Linked DNA regions of Mus musculus: region 2 is linked to region 1. The links are chromatin contacts, called in public Hi-C maps. All regions are on one chromosome and are shown on one strand. The core of a region is the stretch at or near the end of the contact, and the rest is flanking DNA. Distances in the headings are between cores, read along the strand shown. Region 1 holds the start of Macrod1 (mono-ADP ribosylhydrolase 1). Region 2 overlaps Mark2 (MAP/microtubule affinity regulating kinase 2).

Region 1 (3,540 bases), core at 22-2,521:
TTCTTTTTAAATAAAAATGTAGAGTCTCACTGGGTAGCTCTGACAACCAGCTCTCAGGTAGGCCAGGCTGGTGTGGAACTGAATATGAAGTAGTGGCTAACCGGGAACAGGTTACAGGCATATGTCATTATGGAATATGAGGAAAAAAAAAATTAGCCGGGCAGTGGTGGCGCACGCCTTTAATCCCAGCACTTGGGAGGCAGAGGCAAGCAGATTTCTGAGTTTGAGGCCAGCCTGGTCTGCAGAGTGAGTTCCAGGACAGCCAGGGCTACAAAGAGAAACTCTGTCTCGAGAAGAAAAAAAAAAAACAACAACAACAACAACAACAACAACAAAAGAAAAGGAGAAAAATAAAGAAGAAAAAAATTATCCTTCTTAGGTCACTACTCTAGTGTTTCTATACACCCACATTTATAGATCCATATTCTCTCTCCTTTTCTCCTTTTTTTTTTTGGTTTTTGGTTTTTGAAGACAGGGTTTCTCTGTGTAGCTCTGGCTGTCTGGAACTCTCTGTAGACCAGGCTAGCCTCGAACTCAGAAATCAGCTTGCCTCTGCCTCCCAAGTGCTGGGATTAAAGGCATACGCCACCACTGCCCGGCTCTTTTTTATATTGATTGTTAGACTGACCTATTGACTGAGACAGGGTCTTGCTATGTGGCTGCCTTGTAAGTCAGGCTGATCCTAAACTTTCCTAAGATCCTCCGCCCTCACCCTCTGGAATGCTGGATTGTAAGTATGCCTTACCATGCCTATTTGACACCTAGGTTTCTTCCTGTCAAATCTCACTAATGTCTTGTGAGCTGCTGTGGAATTCAGTCGGCGCTGCTTGGCTCTTGGAGCTTAAGGGAGGTCGAGCTCTTCAGAAAAGTTGCCCCACCCTAACACATAGGTCCGCGGCACCTATCACCCCCGCCCCACCTTGGCAGGCTGGAACGTGCAGCTGCTGTGGATCAGAAGCAGAGCTGGGTGATGCGGAGGCACCAACACAAGTCCAGGTCTCTCTATGCCTACAAAACACGCGATAGGACCGAGTTTACTTATGAGCCACGGCAACTAGGCGGAAAGAACTAGAAGCCGACTTGGCGGGAAAACCCACGCACGGAGTGCCTTGTCGAATCACCGAGCTTCGGAAGGTTGGCTGCAGCCACACTCGGGAGGACACAGACAGGCTGGGTGCGCACGTGTGTGCTACCAGTGCGTGAGCGCAGTGGGCCGGGACGGAACTACAAGTTCCAGGGTGCCCAGCGGCGCGCCGCCCGCGGTCTCTAAGCAGGTCGCCACGGGCTGGCACGCGCCACTCTCGTCCCAGAGTAAATAAGGGACCGAGCGCGACTCTCCGGAGCACCGTAAATAGAGTCCGAGTGGGCGGGGAGCCGCCCGGCACCGCCTGCTCATGTCGCTGCAGAGCCAAGTGTCCGGCCGCCTGGCACAGCTGCGCGCGGCGGGGCAGCTGCTGGTCTCCCTGCGCCCCTGGCCCGGCCGCTCGGCGGGTGGCCCGCGGCCCCGTGGCAGTGCGTGCGGTCCCCTGGTGGCACTGGGCGAGCACGGCTACTGCGCGTGGCTCTCGGCGGGAGTTGGGGCGTGGGGGGCGGCGGGGCGTGGAGCCTGGGTGCGCACCTGGGCCCCCCTGGCCATGGCCGCGAAGGTGGACCTGAGCACCTCCACCGACTGGAAGGAGGCCAAATGTAAGTGTGAGCGCAGGGCGTGGGTCTCCCCGGCCGAAAGGCACTCCACGAGCAACTGAGACACTCGGGAACCCCTTTAGCCCACATCCATACCCAGCTCCTACACCAGGTTACCCCTTGACTAAACGAGTGGGGAAGGCGGCCTTACCTCAGCAATGGTCCCAGGTAGTCCACACCCCCCACACCCCCAGATCCTCTGGGATCTGCCACCTTCCTCCATGCATGCACAGGAGGGAAACTGAGGCTTAGGGCCAGAGTTCACTTCCCCAAGGTCAGGCTGGGAGTGTGCAAAGGCAAAGTGTAGAAGCTTGGCCTATCAGGTAGGGTCAGGTAGCCCCAAGAATGGCAGCTCGGGGGCCTCTCTGGGAGTATGGTAGGTGCCCGTTTTGCCCTCCTGCTGGCTTCTGGCCCCTTGCCAGCACTTTGCTCCTTCTTGAGGGACTGGGATCATAGAACTTGGAGAGCAGGCTGACATCGGGCGTGGGCTTGTGAGAATCACTGACTCCCTCAAGAATGAAAGTATTTCTCCTCCTGGACGGGCATGCCAGGAAGGGGCCACGGGTCCCGGACGACCTAGTCGCTAACTGGAATGCAAAGTGCAGAGCCCCAAATAGCCCTGAGTGGCAGTCCAGCTGCCCCTGCCTTTCAGCGCCAGTGCTTCCCTTATTATTCCGGGCCGATCCTCCTCCCAATGAGCGGCTAAGGCCATTGGCTGGGCTGCTAGTGGGCGTGACCATGGGGGCTGGGTCAAGCGGGGTTGAAGGTAACCTCAGATTGGTTCCTTTTTAGAAAAGAGAGCTCTCCCTTGTTGCAAGTCTGCCCAGGATCCTAAAGCACTTGACAGTCTTCTTTGGGAGCAATCAGAACTTGCCACTCCCTCAACCTTGGCCGGGAGTTGCGGGGCTCGTCCAGAATTCCAGCAGAGGGAGTTAGTGTTCTTCCTTAGAGTCCTGCTTACCCATGGAGAGCAGCAACCCAGGGAGAGGAGGAGAGTTGGGGCAGTACCACACGTAGTGTACCGTCTGCGTCTATTTCTACATTCCAGCCCTTCTCCCCGTAGCTCCCTTTTCCTTGGTGACCCTGAAAACCAGCCTAACCTGGGAAAGCTGATGGGACCTGAGGTTCCTCAGCTGCTGGACAGACGCTATTTTCTTCCTTTCTGTGCCAAGCGGGGAGTCAGGGGCGCTGGTCCTTGAGCCTCTGGAGAGTCTGATCTCCGCTTGCCATTTCCGCCGGGCTTAATGGGATTAGAGATGCCAGTGTGCTGCGGCTAGCTTTTAGGCCTTTGCATGGGTTCTGGGGATCAAATTCCGTTTACCCACCCACTAACCCGTCTATCTCCTTGGCCCTCATTCAGTAAACTTTTACCTCACGCCCTATTGGTACCAGCGCTGTAGGATTCAACAGTGAGTGGCCAGGCAAGAGTCTGTCTAGTGGAGAAACACTATGGCGACATAGTCCTCTGTGCACTATGAAGAGCTGGGAAGGTCAGGTGGCCCATTAGGGACCTGAAGTAAAGCAACCAGCTGGGGAAGGGCATTCCAGGTTCTGGAGATAGGGCTAGATTTGGAGGAGGTGGTCCCATTGTGACCAAACGCAGTCCCAAAGGCAGTGGTGACAGGGGCTGAGTGGTGAGACAAGGCAGGCCTTTCGGGTTTCAGTTACCTAGTGTGTGGAAGTGGGCACTCCAAGCCTCCGTGACCTGGGGCAGAAGGCTCTGGGCATGGAAATGTGGGGTGGTCTGGTCTAAATTTTCCTTTTATTTGTTTGTTTGTTTGTTTATTTGAGAGAGAGTCTCTATATAGTCCTGGATGTCCTGGACCTTGTTATGTAGAGCAGACCAGGCTGACCTCA
Region 2 (3,643 bases), core at 172-2,671, 230 kb after region 1:
GTAGACCAGGCTGGTCTTGAACTCAAAGAGATCCACCTGCCTCTGCCTCCCAAGTACTAGGATTAAAGGTGTGCGCCACCACGCCCGGCTAACACCCTCTTTTCTAAAGAAAAATTACACTTATTCATTTTGTGGATGGGATGTGTATGTGCCACAGAGTAAGTGGGGGTCAAAGGACACCCTGCAGGAGGTTGGGTTGTCTCCCTCTGCTGCTGTCAGCCTCCTTTTGTTTGTTTTGAGATATCTCATTCTCCAGCCTAGGCTGGCATGAAACCGAGTCTTCCTGCCCTGGCCTGCTGGGATTATAGGATGGGCCACCATTTCTAGCATGCAAGATTATTTAACTGCATTTTTCTTGGAGGGTCTTTCTCTCAAGTTCTTGCTTGAGAAAAAAGTGGACAAGTGTGTGGCAGAGGTAAGACCAGAGGCTGAAAGGAAATGACAAATAAAATGATCGAAGCCTGCATTTCACTGCACCTTGAGGTTCTGTCCATCAAAAGGCAGGGATCCGCTGACCAGTGTATAGAGGATGACTCCCAGGCTCCAGACATCCACCTCAGGACCATCATACTTTTTGCCCTGGAAAAGTTCTGGGGCAGCATAAGGAGGACTGCCACAGAAAGTATCCAGCTTGTTCCCAAAGGTGAATTCGTTGCTAAAGCCAAAGTCTGCAATCTTGATGTTCATATCAGCATCCAGGAGCAGGTTTTCTGCCTGGGAGGGAAGATGGTAAGCATCAGAGCACCCGTAGAGAACCCTAAGATCCTGGCTCAGGCAGGATGGCGAGGAATGGGAGAGCCACCAGAAAGTCATCTCTAGTTTCAAGCTGTCTCCACTTCCAGGGCAGCATCAGTCAGCACAGATAGGCTGGACAGGAGGAAGGTACAAAGCTGGGATGTGTAGGTCTGGGGATCCTGGGAGCTATGGAAAGCTTCAGAGTAGGCCTATGTCTCGTGGTCATGCTTGCAAGTTCTTTCAGCAATGAGCTGACTTACAGGTAGTGCAAATATGAGTGCCTTGCTAACAGAGATAACATGCATATATGTCTGGAGAACAGGTGTAATATTAGAGTCACAGTCACAGACCAGGCTGCCAAAAGGACCAGGAAAGCCTGGAGTATTCTTGTCACACCCGACAGCTGACAAGGGTAAAGCATGCATGCTTGCTAGTGCTATGGTGGGAGCCATTCCTAAATACTTCCAGGTCATCTCAAGTAAGTAAGTAAGTAAGTAAACAAATAAATGAATATCAGTGTCTGGAATTCCTGGGCCACCCAGACTCACAGGAAGACATAGGGATATGAACACACCTCACCTTTAGATCTCTATGAACAATGAACTTCTGGTGACAGTACTGCACAGCAGACACTATCTAAAAGGAAGGAAGAGGGTTAGCCTGGCGTCTGAAAGTGAAACACGGGCTGGCAGAACTGTTGCTGGTGACCTATTTTGAAGTATCATGCAAACAAGCAGAGGATGAAGTACCCTCTTCTAAGGCCAACTGCTCAGGCAGTTCCTCGCCTGTGCCAGATCCCCAAAGGGAAAGCTGGGTCTACAGCTCAGAGTGGAGACACACTCACCTGGCGAAATTTGGCTCGAGCTTCTTTTTCTTTCATCCTGCCATGGGCCACTAGGTAATCAAACACCTCTCCTGCGAGAGAGGAGATGGTGGAGTACAGTGAGTGGGGTGGGTGGGGGCAGGAGCAGGGAGGGGAGAGATGAACATGGGAGACGGTGCCAGACCTACCGCCACTGGCATACTCCATGACAAGGTAGAGAGTCTTCTCAGTCTCGATCACTTCAAACAACTTAACTGCAAGAGAAGGGCTGTGTTGGACTCAGGAGGCACACTCTGTGTCCAGACTTGCTAAGGACCTCTTGAACCATCCAAATTCCTTACGGCAGCTCACAATGCCAAGATGTAGCTCAACTGTGAGCTGAGCCTTCAGAAGCAGTCTGACACCCTCCAGGACAGAATCCACAAGGCAATGTGCTATGGAGAAGGATGGCTGTGTGGATGCGGGCCTGTGGAGCCTCCATGAGGGGGAGGAAGAAAGGGACGGCAATGCTTCTCACCTATGTTGGGATGATTCAAAACCTTCATTATTCTTACTTCTCGGAACAGCTGCAAGAGAAGACACATGGGCTCATTTCATGCCTTTAGGTCCCCTCAGAGTCCAAGTGGGGGTCCCTCCCTCCCTCCTTCTCTTCTCTCCTCATTCTCTCTCTCTCTTTCTCTCTCTCTCTCTCTCTCTCTTAAAACAGATCTTCCTCTTAAAGAAACCAAGCTGAAACCCATGGAGAGAGGGAAGGAGAGCAGAGAGGGGTGAAGGTAGGAGCAGAGCTAGCTCATTCACTAACTTATTGCTCAGACCTTGCCCTCTTCTACACCCATGCAAATCTAGCCTCAAAACAGCAGTCGGTGCCTCTGCAGGGGAGAAGGGGCCTGAGTCCTTGATTTTCAGCACCGAGCTCCTCTGCCAGCTCAGAGTCCAAACCGTTGAACTGGCCTGGTGACCAGAGAGGTGCTCCACAGGGATACTGTGTCCTCTTTTGACATCAAGATGTCAGAGGGCCTACCCTGATGATAGGCCTTTCTTTCCTGAGTCTCTGAGGTAGTAACAGAAGAAACCACCCACACCTATATATAGCTGATGCCAATTTTAATCAAACCCACTCCCACACACTCATGTTCCCTTTGTAAAACAAAATCAGGGGCTCCAAACCATCCATTTCCATACTGAGAGATGACAGAGATGAACCTCTTCCCCTGCAGGCAACAGACAACTAAAGGAGGGTTCTGAAACTTCCCAGGCTTCATCACTCATACAAGGAACAGAACTGGTTGGTTGGTTGGTTGGTTTGTAGGGACATGGTGGTTTGTCTGGGGCCCTAATTCAGGATGTAGTTTATAGAATAGTTAAAAAAATGGCTTCCCCCGGGCTGGAAAGATGGCTCAGTGGTTAAGAGCACTGACTGCTCTTCCAAAGGTCCTGAATTCAAATCCCAGCAACCACATGGTGGCTCACAACCATCCATAATGAGATCTGACGCCCTCTTCTGGAGTGTCTGAAGACAGCTACAGTGTACTTACATATAATAAATAAATAAACAAACCTTTAAAAAAAAATTTTGGCTTCCCCCCTTTAATGTTGTCCCAGAGCTTTGGTTGACTGCAACAAGAAACTTGATCCAACCTTCCCACTTCATCAGAGCCCACCCAGGCTTTTCTTGCTCCTCTTTCACCTAACAGTATGCTGGTAAAAAAAAAAAAAAAAAAAAAAAAAAAAAAAAAAAAAAAAGCAAAGGCTCTTGGCCACCATCTCAGAGTGACCAATGGGGACAGACCTGAGATGGTACTCAGAGCCGGTAGTCACTTTCCCATCCTCTAACATATCCATTTGGTATGGGAAAGCCTAAGCCTAGAGCGGCCAATGTCTTTAAAAACTCCAGTGTTAAGTAAGGAACACTGCTAAGAAGAAATGTAAGCAGAGTTAACTGGCCTGAATGAGACTGGTTTTACTAACAAAGTATGTAAAAAAGGGTTTTTTAAATGGCTTTATTTCTGCATCTTGGGGATGGAAGCAGGAGGAACAGGCGTTAAAGGATATCTTTAGATACATGGTGAGCTCAAGAGTAGCCTG

The links. Hi-C and Micro-C count contacts between places; a contact is called where the count stands out from the background.
Region 2: a contact with region 1 is called in a Hi-C map of group 2 innate lymphoid cells, with 2.5 times the contacts expected there. A contact is called at or near these places in 6 of 39 promoter capture datasets (cranial neural crest, embryonic stem cells, hematopoietic stem and progenitor cells and 2 more), 19 of 484 Hi-C or Micro-C datasets (the 63-12 cell line, B cells, the N1E-115 cell line and 10 more), 16 of 130 datasets of targeted methods (the SCID.adh cell line, astrocytes, bone marrow-derived macrophages and 10 more) and 3 of 9 other capture datasets (adipose tissue, liver and pancreatic islet).

What each region holds. Positions count from the first base shown.
Region 1 is chr19:7,055,497-7,059,036 of GRCm38.p6, forward strand. Macrod1 (mono-ADP ribosylhydrolase 1) reads left to right here and starts at 1,272. Exons shown (of 11, transcript NM_134147.4): 1 at 1,272-1,686. The coding sequence starts at 1,395.
Region 2 is chr19:7,285,255-7,288,897 of GRCm38.p6, forward strand. Mark2 (MAP/microtubule affinity regulating kinase 2) reads right to left here. Exons shown (of 18, transcript NM_007928.3): 4 at 2,076-2,124; 5 at 1,747-1,812; 6 at 1,580-1,650; 7 at 1,315-1,371; 8 at 478-714. Among named protein-coding and RNA genes, the nearest start is that of Gm17227, 11 kb to the right of the region's middle.